Regions from separate parts of the Rattus norvegicus genome. Here region 2 is linked to region 1. The links are chromatin contacts, called in public Hi-C maps. All regions are on one chromosome and are shown on one strand. Each heading gives the region's core, a stretch centred on a gene start, on an enhancer-like site or on the middle of the called end of the contact. The rest is flanking DNA. Distances are from core to core; before and after follow the strand shown. Region 1 has its middle 16 kb from the start of Rbpms2. Region 2 holds the start of Oaz2 (ornithine decarboxylase antizyme 2).

Region 1 (6,569 bases), core at 2,888-5,387:
ATTTCCATACCTTCATGGTGCAAGCAGAGAACCCAGCTCCCACAAATTGTCCTCACACCTCCACATGCACGCTGTGGCACACACATTGCACGCTGTGGCATAGACATTTTGTTTTGTTTATCTTGAGACATGGCTTCTTTATTTAGCTCTGGCTGGTCAGCTTCCACAGCTGTCCTCAGACCTCCCGGTGCATGCTATGGCACACTAAAAACTTGTTTCATTTGTTTATTTGCTTTGAGACAAAGCCTCTCTATGTAGCCCTGGTTGTCTTGGAACTTACTGTGTAGAACACCAGACTGGTCTCAAACTTACCAAGAGCTGCCTGCCTCTACTCCCTGAGTATAGGATTAAAAGTACATTCTGACACCCAGAAAAAAAAAAATCAGAAAAGTTAAAACAGAAGACTCACAGTCAAAAAGTTAGGGCTTCTCATTTCATTCATTTTTTTTGTCCTGGGCGGGGGGGGGGTTGTTTTTTTTCAAGACAGGGTTTTCTGTGTAGCCCTGGCTATGTTGGAACTCACTCTGTAGACCAGGCTGACCTTGAACTCAGAGATCCACCTGCCCCTGCCTCCTAGGTGCTGGGGCTGAAGACATGTGCACCATGCTGGGCTTGAATTCATCTTGCTTTATGGACTTTTTGCTGTGATAAAATGGGATGGCCATGGGCTGGAGGGATGGCCCAGCGGTTAAGAGCACCGACTGCTCTTCCAGAGGTTCTGAGTTCAATTCCCAGCAACCATGAGGTGGCTCACAACCATCTGTAATGGGATCTGATGTCCTCTTCTGGTGTGTCTGAAGACAGCGACGGTGTACTTATATATAATAAATAAATCAATAAATTAAAAAAAACATAGGATGGTCCAAAAACAGTTTGGGGAGGAAAGGGTATTTCACTTTACACTCCCAGGCAATGGTTCATCACTGAGAAAGTGAGGACAGGAACCTGGAGGCAGGAACGGAAACTGAGGCCATAGTGGAACGCTGCTTACTAGCTTGTTCAGCTTTCTTTCTTTTCTTTTTTTAGAATTATTTATTTATTTTAAGTATATGAGTACACTGTAGCCTGTAGCTGTCCTCAGATACATCAGAAGAGGACATTGGATCTCATTACAGATGGTTGTGAGCCACCATGTGGTTGCTGGGAATTGAACTCAGAACCTCTGGAAGAGCAGTTGGTGCTCTTAACCGCTGAGCCATCTCTCCAGCCCTTGTTCAGCTTTCTTATTCAACCCAGGACCCCTTGCCTAGGCATGGTGCTACCCACAGTGGGCTGGACCCTCTCACAGCAATCACCAATCAAGAAAATGCCTCACAGATTTGACTACAAGCCAGTCTTAAGAAGGCACTTCTCTAAGATTCCCCGTTCCCAGATATGTCTAGGTTTGTGTCAACTTGACAAGAACCAGCTAGGACACATCTGTATAATTATCGCCATGAAGAGCTAGTTTCATAGGACTCTGAGAGCCACAAAACTACATGTCTGTTATGGCTACTACAGTCAGCCCTTGTAACTAGAGTAGGAGAGCAGCCATGTGTAATCAAAAAACAAGTGGGCATGACTGTGTCCCAGTAAAGCCTACCATCAGGCTGTGGGGTCAACATGTGTGTGACGCAGGAGTGTTCTGGGTATTAACTCCTTTGTTATGAGAGGCTGAATCTTAGACCCCGTTGAGACTCGGGTGCTATTTTTATCACGCTCCAGAACCCTGCACACCCAGAGATGGGGTCCATCTGGAGAATGGGGCGTTTGCTTGTTTGTTTTTGTTGTCTTTGAGACAGGAGGCAGGGCCTTCTATGTAGCCCTAGCTGTCCTGGAACCAAGCTGGCTTTGCACTCACAGGAATCTGCCTCCAGAGTGCTGAGATCAAAGGTATGTACCATCACACCCAGCTAGAAAACAAGGGTTAAAGGGCTGGAGAGAGGGCCCTGTGGTTAAGGCCGCCTATTTTTCTTGCAGAAGACCCAGGTTTAATTTCCAATACCTACATAGTGGCTCATAAACATCTGTAACTCCAGTCCCAGGGGGTCCAATACCCTCTCCTAGCCTCAGTAGACACTACATGCATATTGTGCCACAGACACACGCAAGCAAAAACGAAACCCTAAACACATAAAATGTAAAGGGGAAGAAAGAAACTGGTTTTAATGTCTGTATCTATGTTATTAAGAGGTATCTTATGGGCTGGAGAGATGGCTCAGAGGTTAAGAGCACTGTCTGCTCTTCCAGAGGTCCTGAGTTCAATTCCCAGCAACCACATGGTGGCTTACAACCATCTACAATTAACCTGATCTACAATCAGGTCTGGTGCCCTCTTCTGGCCTGTAGGCATACATGCAGGCAGAAAGCTGTGTGATATATACATAATAAATAAATAAATGTTTAAAAAAAAGGTATCTTACCATACTATAACTTTCTTTTTTTATTTTTATTCTTTTCTTTCTTTTTTTCGGAGCTGGGGACCAAACCCAGGGCCTTGCGCTTGCTAGACAAGCGCTCTACCACTGAGCCAAATCCCCAACCCCCTCTTTTTTTATTTTTTAACCCTGGCTAACATGGAGTTCCATATATAGACCTGGCTGGCCTTGAATTTATAGCAATCCTCTGGCCTCATCCTCCTAAGAAATGAGATTACAGGCATGTGGCACTATGTACAGACAGACAGACACACACACCTTTTAAAAATAGAATCTCATATAGCCCAGGCTGGTCTTGAACTCCCTAAGAAGTTATGGATGACCTTGAACTCCTGATTCTTTTGCCTCTACCTACCAAACGCTGGGGTACCAGGTGTGGGTACACCACAGTTTTCATGTGATCAGCTGGCTAGTTTCCATCACTGTGTGAGAGCAGCTAGTAGAATTTTCATTTAGATGCTGCTCATGTCTATAGTTTACATTTAATGTTTTCTTTTGTGTCATTTTTCTGTGTTTCAAGGCTGAGGTTGAATATGAGGCCTCACATGTTACACAGTGCTCTGCCCCTATGCTCCAATTTTTTTAAACTATAGAATATGAACAATCGTATACATATTCCTGCTTTTTAGTTCTCTCTCAATGAAGAGGGCTTGCTAGGCTGCCCCAGAGTGCCTCCTCCCCAGGCTGAGTTCTGGAAACTGTTTAGGCAACATGGTGAAACATTTATAGAATTTACATTCTTGTTTCCTACTGAGTAGTTGCTGTTTCTTCTTGTCTGGCTTTTAGTCTCTAGAGAATCCTGGTTTCTTAAATGCTCTAGGTGGAGATGGTATTTTATGTGTCTTATACAGGAATATAAGTTATCTAGACTGGAAGCAGAAGTACTTAGGTGTTTGTGGGTTTTATGGTCATTTTTGTTTGCTGTTTTGGTTGTTTTCAGAAATGGTTTTGCTGTATAGTTCAGGCTAGCCTTGAACTTGGAACTTTCCTGCCTTGGCCTCTGAGTGCTGTGATGGATTATAGATGTGTGCCACTATGTCTGACTGTGATCGTTTTTTCGATTTGCTCAACTGGCATTTATTAGGAGGGAGTTTGCCATACAACCACTTTACACTGACTGGTCCTAAAGTTCTGCAGACATCCAAAGCTTATCCTATTAGTGCTTTATATAAAACCTTCCCTGGGCTGGACAGATGGCTCAGCCAATAAGAGCACTGACTGCTGAGTTCAATTCCCAGCAACCACATGGTGGCTCACAACCATCTGTAATGGGATCTGATGCCTGATTCTGTGACGGAAGAGAGTGACAGTGTATTCACATACATAAATAAATAAGCCTTTAAAAATAAATAAACAAACCCTTTCCTCTGTCTAGAATGTTCTTCATAGCCATCTACCCCTTTCTCAGCTCAAAAGAGGCCTTCTTAGGCAATTCTAGAGTACTGAATTTCTCGGTCTATTTCTAATACATTTCTGCTTTGTTTTACTGTTATTACTACTGGGTTTTGGGGGGGGTTGTTTGTTTGTTTGTTTGTTTTTAAAGCCCGAGGTAGTCTCAAACTTGCAAACTGCCCAGGCCCGGAACTTACTTGTAACCCTTGAACCTCCTACCTCACCTCCTGATTACTGGGATTACAAGTGTGCACCGGCATACCCAGCTGCTGAATATTTAATTTATTAATACTAAGACAAGTGAGTAAGTGCATGAAAGAACGAGTCTGAATTCTTCCCGGTGCTTGTCACACAGGGGACAGTCAGACTGGGGATGCTTGGCCCATACGAGCTGGCCTCTAGGCTCTCACCACATTTGACTCTCCTTCAGCCATGCTGTCTCTAGTGATAACAGCAGACCCCTGCATACTCCTGAGGAGGTCTGACAGGTGAGGCTGACAAGTTCCAGACCCAAGCCTTGGGCCTCACATAGTCCCACAGAACCGGATGCTGGGCAGAAGCCAGAGCTAAGCTTCCATGATGTCACTGCCTTCAAGAGACTGCCTGGCACTCCTGAGAAAGAGTCTCAGCCAGACATACTGGTGCAGGCTTCTAACCCAGTCCTGGAGAGGCAGAGCAGGAGAATCCCTGAAAAGTTGATGCCAGTTTATTCTACATAGGGAGCTCGAGACAGCCAGGCTCTGTAGTGAAGTGAGGCCCTCACAAAGCAAATGAAAGAAAGACGCATGCAGCCATCGTTCTGTGTTCTAGATCCAAATCCATCTGTGACCCTTGACAACTCTTAGAGTAGACCAGCCCTGAGTTCATTCTTCAGGCCCAAAAGAACAAAACGACTATTAGAATATAAGCAGAACAAGTTTGAAGTTCTTTGATAAAATGGAAAAGTGTTACTTTTAAAACATTTTGTTTGTACAGTTCTCACTGAATTGGAGAGGAAATGTCTATCTCAATCAAACCCCTAAATTTGACAGAGGAGGAAACAGATCTCTATAAGACGTAGACTGTTTTAGTACCATGTTTGAGATTTTGTAGGGTTTTTTTTTTTTTTTTAAGATTTATTGGGGCTGGGGATTTAGCTCAGTGGTAGAGCGCTTACCTAGGAAGCACAAGGCCCTGGGTTCGGTCCCCAGCTCCGAAAAAAAGAACCAAAAAAAAAAAAAAAGGTTTATTTACTTCATCTGTGTGAGCACACTGTCACTGTCTTCAGACACACCAGAAGAGGGCATTGGATCCCATTACAGATGGTTGTGAGCCACCATGTGGTTGCTGGGGAATTGAACTCAGGACCTCTGGAAGAGCAGTCAGTGCTCTTAACCACTGAGCCATCCCTCCAGCCTGAGACTTTGTTTTTAACCTTATCATCTGACCACCTCTAGCTAACCACCTCCAAGTCTGACTTCCCAACACTCCTCCACCCCAACAGTTGTCCAGATCAGTAGTAGAGTGTTTGCCTAGCATGGGCTAACACCCTGGGTTCAATCTGTAATATTGCAAAACACCCCAAGAACTATGGCTACTAATTTCTGCTTTTCTATGATGACATTTTTTGTTTATTTACATGGCAGGAGGGCACATGTGTGCCGTAAGTCTAAGTGACTTGTGTCCCATGTTTATTTACATGGTGGAGGTCAGGATAGTGTCACCTTCCACTGCCAAGGCTGCGTCTCAGGGCCTCTCTTGTTTCTGTTGCTGTTCTGTGTGCTTCAGGCTATTTGGCCTATGACCTTTGAGATAGTTCTGTCTCTACCTCCCAACTCACATAGGAATTCTGGGATTATACCACATCAGTGTGTTGTAAGGATGTGCTTTTCCTTGCTAAGCCAACTCCCCAGACCCCTGTTTTGTTTTTTTGGTATGTGGTTTCACTGTGTTGCCCAGGCTGGGCTCAACTCTCCTTCCACTTAAGCCTGTCCAGTAGCTGGAACTACAGGCTACACCACTGTACCCAGTCTTAGCATTTTGTGTGTGCATTGATGAGGTGCCAGGCTTTGAGCCAGTCAGTTTGTGTGCATCATTTGACTCTCATGTCCTTGGATAAAACTGTCCCTATGTTACTGTTGGAGAAACTGAAGCTTCAAAGCACGACGCCCCAATATCTTGTCATTTGTAAGCAGTGTTCAGATTCAATGAGGTTCTGGCTTCTCTCTTGATAGTTGGAATAGCTTGTATTTCCTGACATTGTCTCCTCCCTGGTCCCTGAGGGTGGGGCTGTCCTAAGAGTCCGTTTGGTCAGTCACTGAAACAAGGCAAGACAGTGTCAAAACTTAGAGTTGGGAGTCTTCTCTGAGGCTTGACTCACTCAAGCGTTTTTACAGTTGACAGTGAAGATGATTCTGGGGGTCAAAAACAATCTCACATGAGAACCACAGACTCTGCCGTTCCTACAGTTAGTGTACTGCTAATACGGTATTCGGGAGCCCCCTGTTCTGCATTCTCATAGGATGGAAGGAGTGAAGGTGGAAATGTCTCTGTCTGTCTGTCTCTCTGTCCCTCTCTCTCACCTATAGAAGGGGACTGGCCTCTCTAGGAAAAAGTGGGGCCTGAGCCAAGCCAGTGTGAGGGAAGAATACTTGGGATGGAATGGACAGCTATACTTTTTTTTTTCTTTTTTTCGGAGCTGGGGCCTGAACCAAGGGCCTTGTGCTTGCTAGGCAAGCGCTCTACCACTGAGCTAAATCCCCAACCCCCAGCTATACTTTC
Region 2 (6,569 bases), core at 1,104-3,603, 63 kb before region 1:
GCTCTGGGGACCTACATGGAGAGTCTCTGAAAAGGAAAAGGGAAAAGCAGGATGGGACTGACTACAGGCTAAAAAGGTTTGGTAGTTTGATGATTACTGGCTCAAGCACAACCAAAACAAACCAGGAAATGGGAAGTAAGTGAGGTTCCTATGTGGAAAGATGAAATGGGTATAGAAAATGGCCAAAAATGGAGCAGTAACAGTAAAGAAGGGTTAAAAAAAAAAAAAAAAAAAAAAAACAGGATTTCTTTGTGTCTCCCTAGCCGGCATAGAACTTGCAGAACAGACGGTCTTGAACTCAAGAGATCCATCTGCCTCTGCCACCTGAGTGCTAGGATCAAAGGCGTGCACACCACCACTATCAGGCTAAGAGTTTCTTTCTGAACAAAGGAAGACCAAGAACTCCCTTGACAGTAGAGGAGGGGCTGACACTGCAGGAATGTGATGGGAACAAGGCTAAGGCCTTCTTGGGGTGAGAATACTTTTCAACCCAGGCTCCACTTGAGAATTGGAGAGCTTAAAAAACACCACTAACCAGGCTTTACCCTAGACCATTTGGAGTAATCTAGGAAAGAACAGAAAACTGTTTTTGTTGTTGTTGTTGTTGTTGTTGTTGTTGTTGTTGTTGTTTGTGTTTGTTTTAAATATGTACTAGATTTAAGACACACTGAAATGTGAGGAAAACAGAGCTGGAGAAAAGATGGAGAAGTATCAAGCAGGAAAGAGAAAGTATCAACATCACTTAGGGAAAAAGAAACCCAAGCTTCAAGAGGACCCTTGAGTGGCTGGGCCCTATATGAACAACCACAAGAAAGATAACTTGTAGGAGGGAGTCATCTAGCTTTGGAGGCATGGTAACAGTTTAAGGGATGGATCTGTTTGCTCAAGGTCAGAGGCCATAAAAGTCCAATGTGAGGATAAAGGATCTAGGATGGGGTCTGAATGGGTTTCAAAAAAGTTTTGGAGGATTTAGCAACAATCCCTACATGAGGGATAAGGGAAAGGAATCACATCTGAGTTGCTAATGGAAGCCACAATAATACAAAAGCAAGTGGCATCACAATTCCTGGGAAGTGGGAAAATTATGGAATAGTTTTGGAGAAGAGCAGCTATCTGGGGCAGAAACACAGGATATCTGTGGAAGTGGAAAGAGGAGAAGGAACTAAAGGACTTATGCCTACTTTGGTTGAAAGTTAAGAAACCTACACCATTTCAAAAGAACAGTGCATTTCAAATCCTGGGGGAAATGGGGATTGGGTCTTGAGGTAGGTAACTTCCAAAGGCCCAGGGTCCTGTTCTGGAGACACTGGAGTGAAATTGAAATGGGGATAGCACTTAAAAATCTTCCCAGGAAAGGGGACAGGCTAAGTTGGGCTAATGTACTGACTTTAAAGATTTGGGGGCAGGGGGTGGGGTTGAGAAGGTAAGATGATTTCCAACGGAGACTCTGTAGTGTTTAAAGGGTAGGAGTGTATAGAAGAGTGTTGGCGACATCACTGGGAAAGCAGGGTAGAGAGCAGGAATGGAATCCATAGTGTTCGAGAAATAAAGAGTCTGGGGTTCCCAGACAGGAAAATGGGGCCTACCTGGAGGATGGGGAAAGAAAGTGGGACCAAGGAGTAACTGCACATCCAAAGGAGGTGGGAAGAGGAGTAAAGGGTCAAGATGAGAACTGCCAGACAGATCTTGTCTTTGGGAAGAGCCAGGCAGGGCTGAGAGAGAGTCGTCTGCCTGGGGAGCAGTTTTCACTAGAGAATGGATTTAAAGCAATTAAGTGACTTGTGGAGCAGTAAGTAAGATTTAGAGAAGGTAAGAACCAATTCGGGGAATCTGTGGGAGAAAGCCCACAGTAAGGGGAACTGGGCACCGTTCCTAAGAAAATGGGGCGACTGACTGGAAGGCTATGTCCAGGTTGGGGGGGGGGGGGGGGCTCCGGGCGAGGAGGAAACCCGGATGAGGGGGATGGGCCGGGCTGGAGGAAGGGGGCTAAAGGACGGAAGGAGGCCCGATTTCAAAGCTCGGGTGGCAGGGATGTCGAAGGGGGAACAGGGGAAACGAAGCGAGCCCCTGGGGGCTGGGGGCAAGCTGCTGGAAGGGGGGGGGGGGCGAAGGCCTCTGGAGCTGCGGAGGGAGGATGGGGGCGGGGAGCCTGCGCCGGGCCGTTACCTGTCCTGGGTGTTTATCATCCTCGGTGGCTCTGCTCAGGGTGGGAGGAGGCGGCGCGGGGAGTGGGTAGGTGGACGAGTGGGTGGGTGTGGGGTCGCGCGCGCGGGCCGGTCTCTGCGGGCTAAGTCCCTGTCAGGCCGCGGGCCGAGAGCCCTCCTCTTGCCTCAGCGAGCGCCTGCCTCCAACTGACCCTCCCCGGCCGCCGCCGCCGCGCAACCGCCCCGCCCCCAAGCGCCTCATCTGCATAGCCCCACCCAGCGCCGCTTGGTGTCCTGGGAAACTGGGGCCCACAACAAAGGGCAAAGCACCGCCCCGCCTTAGGCGCAGGCGTAGCAAGGGCAAGCTATCATCTTGGGAAGAGGGGCGGGAGCCCGGGGGAAAGCCAGGAAGGAGGTCTGGATGCCAGGGACTCAGGTTCGGATTGACCAAAGCCAGTCTTTATTTCTGCTTTTGTTCTTTCTTAATAATTTATGTATGTTTATTTTATATACACATTGGTGTTTTGCCAGAATGTATCTCTGTATGAGGATGTCAGATCCCCTGGAACAGGAGTTACAGTGTGAGCTGCCATGTAGGGGCTGGGAATTGAACCCAAGTCCTCTGGAAGAGCAGCCAGTGCTTTTATCCACTGAACCCTCTCCCCTCATTCATATCTGCTTTTTCTTTGTTTTTTGATACAGACTTTGTAGCTCAGACTAGCTTCAATCAAACTCGCTGTAAAATGACTGCCTTTACTTCCTACCTTTCCACCAAGTGCTGGGAATATGAGTGTGCCTTGCCACACTGGGCACTTGCTGCTCTTTGTGTATGGCCCGAAGAGTTATGTCATTAAACAAAACAAAATCTGAAATAGAAGAATTACTATTCACTATTAGTACCATTTCCAGTATGAATCTAATCCCACAGATCTTTTCCTTCAATTCATAATGCAGATTAATCAGTCAATGGACAGCAAGCACCTTTATTGCCCCAGCCATCTTGCTGGTCCCCCACTGTGGGTTGAAAATAACCATCTCTCCATTTTGGAGAAAATCTCAAGTCAGCCCCTCACAACAGTGACTGACCAAGCACACTGCCATGTGAAGCCAGCTTTGTAGGTCAAGATTATAGGCTCCTCACTAACTTACCGACAATTGTCTCCAGTCAGTCAATGCAAGCTACTTCAATGGACCATGCAAGGCACCTAGTGCACTGCCACTGTCTTGACTGGTCCTCTAATCACAGATTGGTGTCAAACCTGTGCATAGACTGCAATCAGTAGCCATTGTGTAAGCCTTTATCCTAGCACCAGAGGCAGGGACAGGTGGATCTCTGCAAATTAAACACCAGCTTGTGGTATGCAGTGCGTTCCAGTCTAGCCAATGCAACACAACGAGACCCTATCTCAGACGGGGGCAGGAGGGGGTGGTAGTGCGCTCTCAGACCACAGTGGTCACCTCAAATCATCCATTCATTTAGTCCAAGTTCAGTAAATAAACATGTACTCACTTATGTGCTTCTGGCATGGGCAGGAGTCCAGGAATATTCCACGATGGGCTGGGCAATATACCTACCTTGGATGTCACAATCTGGCCAGGGAGAGAGGCCATCACAATATGAGGTAAGTACTCCGTCTGAAGGACACTGCAGAGAAAGCAGCAAGTGGAAGAAACAACTTGAAACACTGTAATTTTTTACTTTGGTATTACTCCAAAATGCAGCGGTCACAGTGACCTCCATTGCAGCACAGTCCCAAATGATGGTACCCCTTGGGACCTAAGGATTCTATCACACACACAAGATTGTAGTTTTCAGATCATGGGGATAGGGAAATAGTACAGAAGCAAGAATGGGGCTTTCGAACTAAGTTTTTTTTTTTTTCTTTCAACAAAAGTTGAAGCGGTAAAAGAATAGCTGTGGTTGTTATCGGATACTCAGAACTCTCTGGCAGTGGCTCACCTTGCTGGGCATGGTGGTGCTTGCCATTAGTCTCAGCACCGGGGAGGCAGAGGCAGACAGATCTCTGAGTTGAGGTCAGCCTCTCTCGGTAGTTCCAAGACACGGGGAAACTCTCTCAAAGTCCCTTCCCCCAACAACAACAAAAACTTCAGCAGGGCAGGAATGGCATGAGCCCTTAATCCCAGCACTCAGGAAGCAGAGACAGGCAGTTCTCTGTGACTTCCAGACCGGCCTGGTCTACAGTGAGTTCCAGGACAGCCAGGGTTACACAGAGAAACCTTTCCTCAAAGGGGGCAAAATCCTCTATCTTGTCACCCTTAGCCATTCCTACCTATCCTTCCAAGTTGAAGTCAGGTTGTAACGGAACTGGACTATTAAACCTAGCTCCACCCACCTGCCCAACCCTCCTGCCCCAGAAGAGAGTGCCTCAGGCTGTGACAGACCATCTTGACCAAGTTACCCTGTGACCTAAAGAACACTTTCTGGTTAATCAGTTGACGATTACTAAGAGCACATTATGACAATGACGCCAACCATTTACTAAGCATTCTTGTGGGTTTGTGTGAGGTTGGATGGAATGTATGTGTATGTACACATGTATGTACACATGTATGTGTATATACACATTCACTTGTGTGCAGGTGCATCTGGGCTGTGTGTATGTATAAATGTCTGAGGCCAGAGGACAGCCTGAGGCTATACTCCTCAGGTGTCAGCTACTAGGTTGATGGAGTGAGTGACAGAGACCTAGAATTCACCAAGTAAGCTAGGCTGGCTGGATCCCCACCTTCCCCCACAAAACCCCTGGAATCCCCATCTTCCTAGACCTAGAACAAACCAGCACTCATTTTTGGGGGAGGGGTTAATTTTGGGGGGGTTGGGAAGGGGTTCATACTCAGGTCTGGATACGTGCAAGGCAAGCCCTGTACTAGCTAAGGTTCTGAAGCACTAATTTTTTTACAACTCTGTTTGTTTGTTTGTTTGTTTGTTTGTTTGTTTGAGACAGGGTTTCTCTGTGTCACCCTGGCTATCCTGGATCTCTCTCTCTCTGTGTAACCCAGGCTGGCCTCAAACTCAGAGATCTACCTACCTCTCTCTCCTGGAGTTCTGGGATCAAAGGCGTGCACCACCACCATCAGACCTTAATTTTTATTTTTTGGTAAAGAGAATTACTGTCAATGTTTATTGACTCATCTATAGCAAGAAACGTACTTGCTCGATTTCAAAGCTACCAGATGAAGTTAGATGCTGTATCCAGGGTTGTCTAGATCCCAGCAGGAGTCAGAAGCATGTGCCGCAGCCTGCAGTTTAGGAAGTGACCATCTTCCTGCGATTAGGCCAGCAAGTGAGAAATCACAAAGATGGGAGCCGCCTTCCTCCACCTACACTATCCTGCACAACTGCTCCTAGCTATTTAAATTTCCATTAACTTAAATAACATAGAGTTTGTGGTGTAACCCCACGGTAAAATGCTGGCCCTGGGTTGGATCCATCCCCAAACCAAAATACCTGATGGTGCAACATGAGAAGACAAAAGTAAACTGGTCTGCTTGCCAGCCCTGTGACTGAACTAGTCAGGTCTGAAGCCCTGTCTGACCTGTGTGAAAATCAAGTGAATTGGCACCCGAGCAAGTCTCAGCTTAGTGTCTAGGAGATACCTCACGAACATAAGGCAGCCCTTGTGTCCTCTAGAAAGAGGAGAGTAAGGATATTCAGGAACACAGAGTAGGCAGGAAAGGATCAGAGGGAGAATACATTCTTACAAAAGTGGACTTTGAAGAGGTTTTGCTCACTTTTGTATCCCTTCCAGCTGCTCTAACCAACCAAGGCCCAGGCTCCCAGCTCCACACCTGTGATCAGCTCCTTGATCAGGCCTTTTGGGATGAAAGCTCCAAGACTGAAAAATAAAAAGGAATTACTGTGTAATTAAATTCTTTGACTTTGAACTCCTGATCATCCTGCCTCCCAAGTGTGGGATTCAGGCATGCGCCTGGTTTCCACAGTACTGGAGATCAAACCCAGGGCTTCATGCATGTTAGGCTGTTTGCAGTCTAACAATAGAGTTACACACACCCAGCCCTAAAATCCATCTTTTTTTATTTTCTTCTAATATTTGTTTGTCTTGGTTTTTTGAGATAGTGTTTTTCTGTGTAATAGCCCTGGCTATCCTGAACTTGCTTTGTACACCAGGCCATCCTTTAACTCACCTAAATCCACCTGTCTCTGCCTCCTGAGTGCTGGGATTAAAAAGTGTGTGCCAATCCAGCAGGGTAAACTTTGAGGCTGGCTTTGAATCTATTAAGCAGCCATCAATGACCTTGATCAACCTGCCCCCACCTCTCAAGTGTGAGATGACGGGCGCACACCTTCACAGAAGCTATTTAATTTTCCAATGGGTTCTCACTCTGTAATCCAGGCTGGCCTAGACCCCTTGGGATCTATTTATTAATCCTCCTGCCTCAAAC

What was found. Hi-C and Micro-C count contacts between places; a contact is called where the count stands out from the background.
Region 2: a Hi-C map of the A7r5 cell line shows a contact between it and region 1, with 2.3 times the contacts expected there. The contact joins the promoter of Oaz2 here to the enhancer-like site in region 1. A contact is called at or near these places in 10 of 12 Hi-C or Micro-C datasets (the A7r5 cell line, Schwann cells, frontal cortex and 5 more) and 1 of 1 datasets of contacts at active chromatin or transcription factors (oligodendrocytes).

Annotation. Positions count from the first base shown.
Region 1 is chr8:75,029,744-75,036,312 of GRCr8, reverse strand. No RefSeq gene overlaps it. Among named protein-coding and RNA genes, the nearest start is that of Rbpms2, 16 kb to the left of the region's middle. Within about 2 kb of position 4,137, at least 7 of the 93 cell types and tissues checked have an H3K27ac peak or open chromatin away from gene starts, as enhancers often do. A contact at or near this core is called in the A7r5 cell line and liver, where this site is marked.
Region 2 is chr8:75,090,601-75,097,169 of GRCr8, reverse strand. It overlaps Oaz2 (ornithine decarboxylase antizyme 2), which reads right to left and starts at 2,353. Exons shown (of 5, transcript NM_001109899.2): 1 at 2,167-2,353. The coding sequence starts at 2,186. LOC103693122 (a long non-coding RNA gene) reads left to right here and starts at 2,173. Exons shown (of 3, transcript XR_593982.4): 1 at 2,173-2,580; 2 at 3,678-3,766; 3 at 5,915-6,035.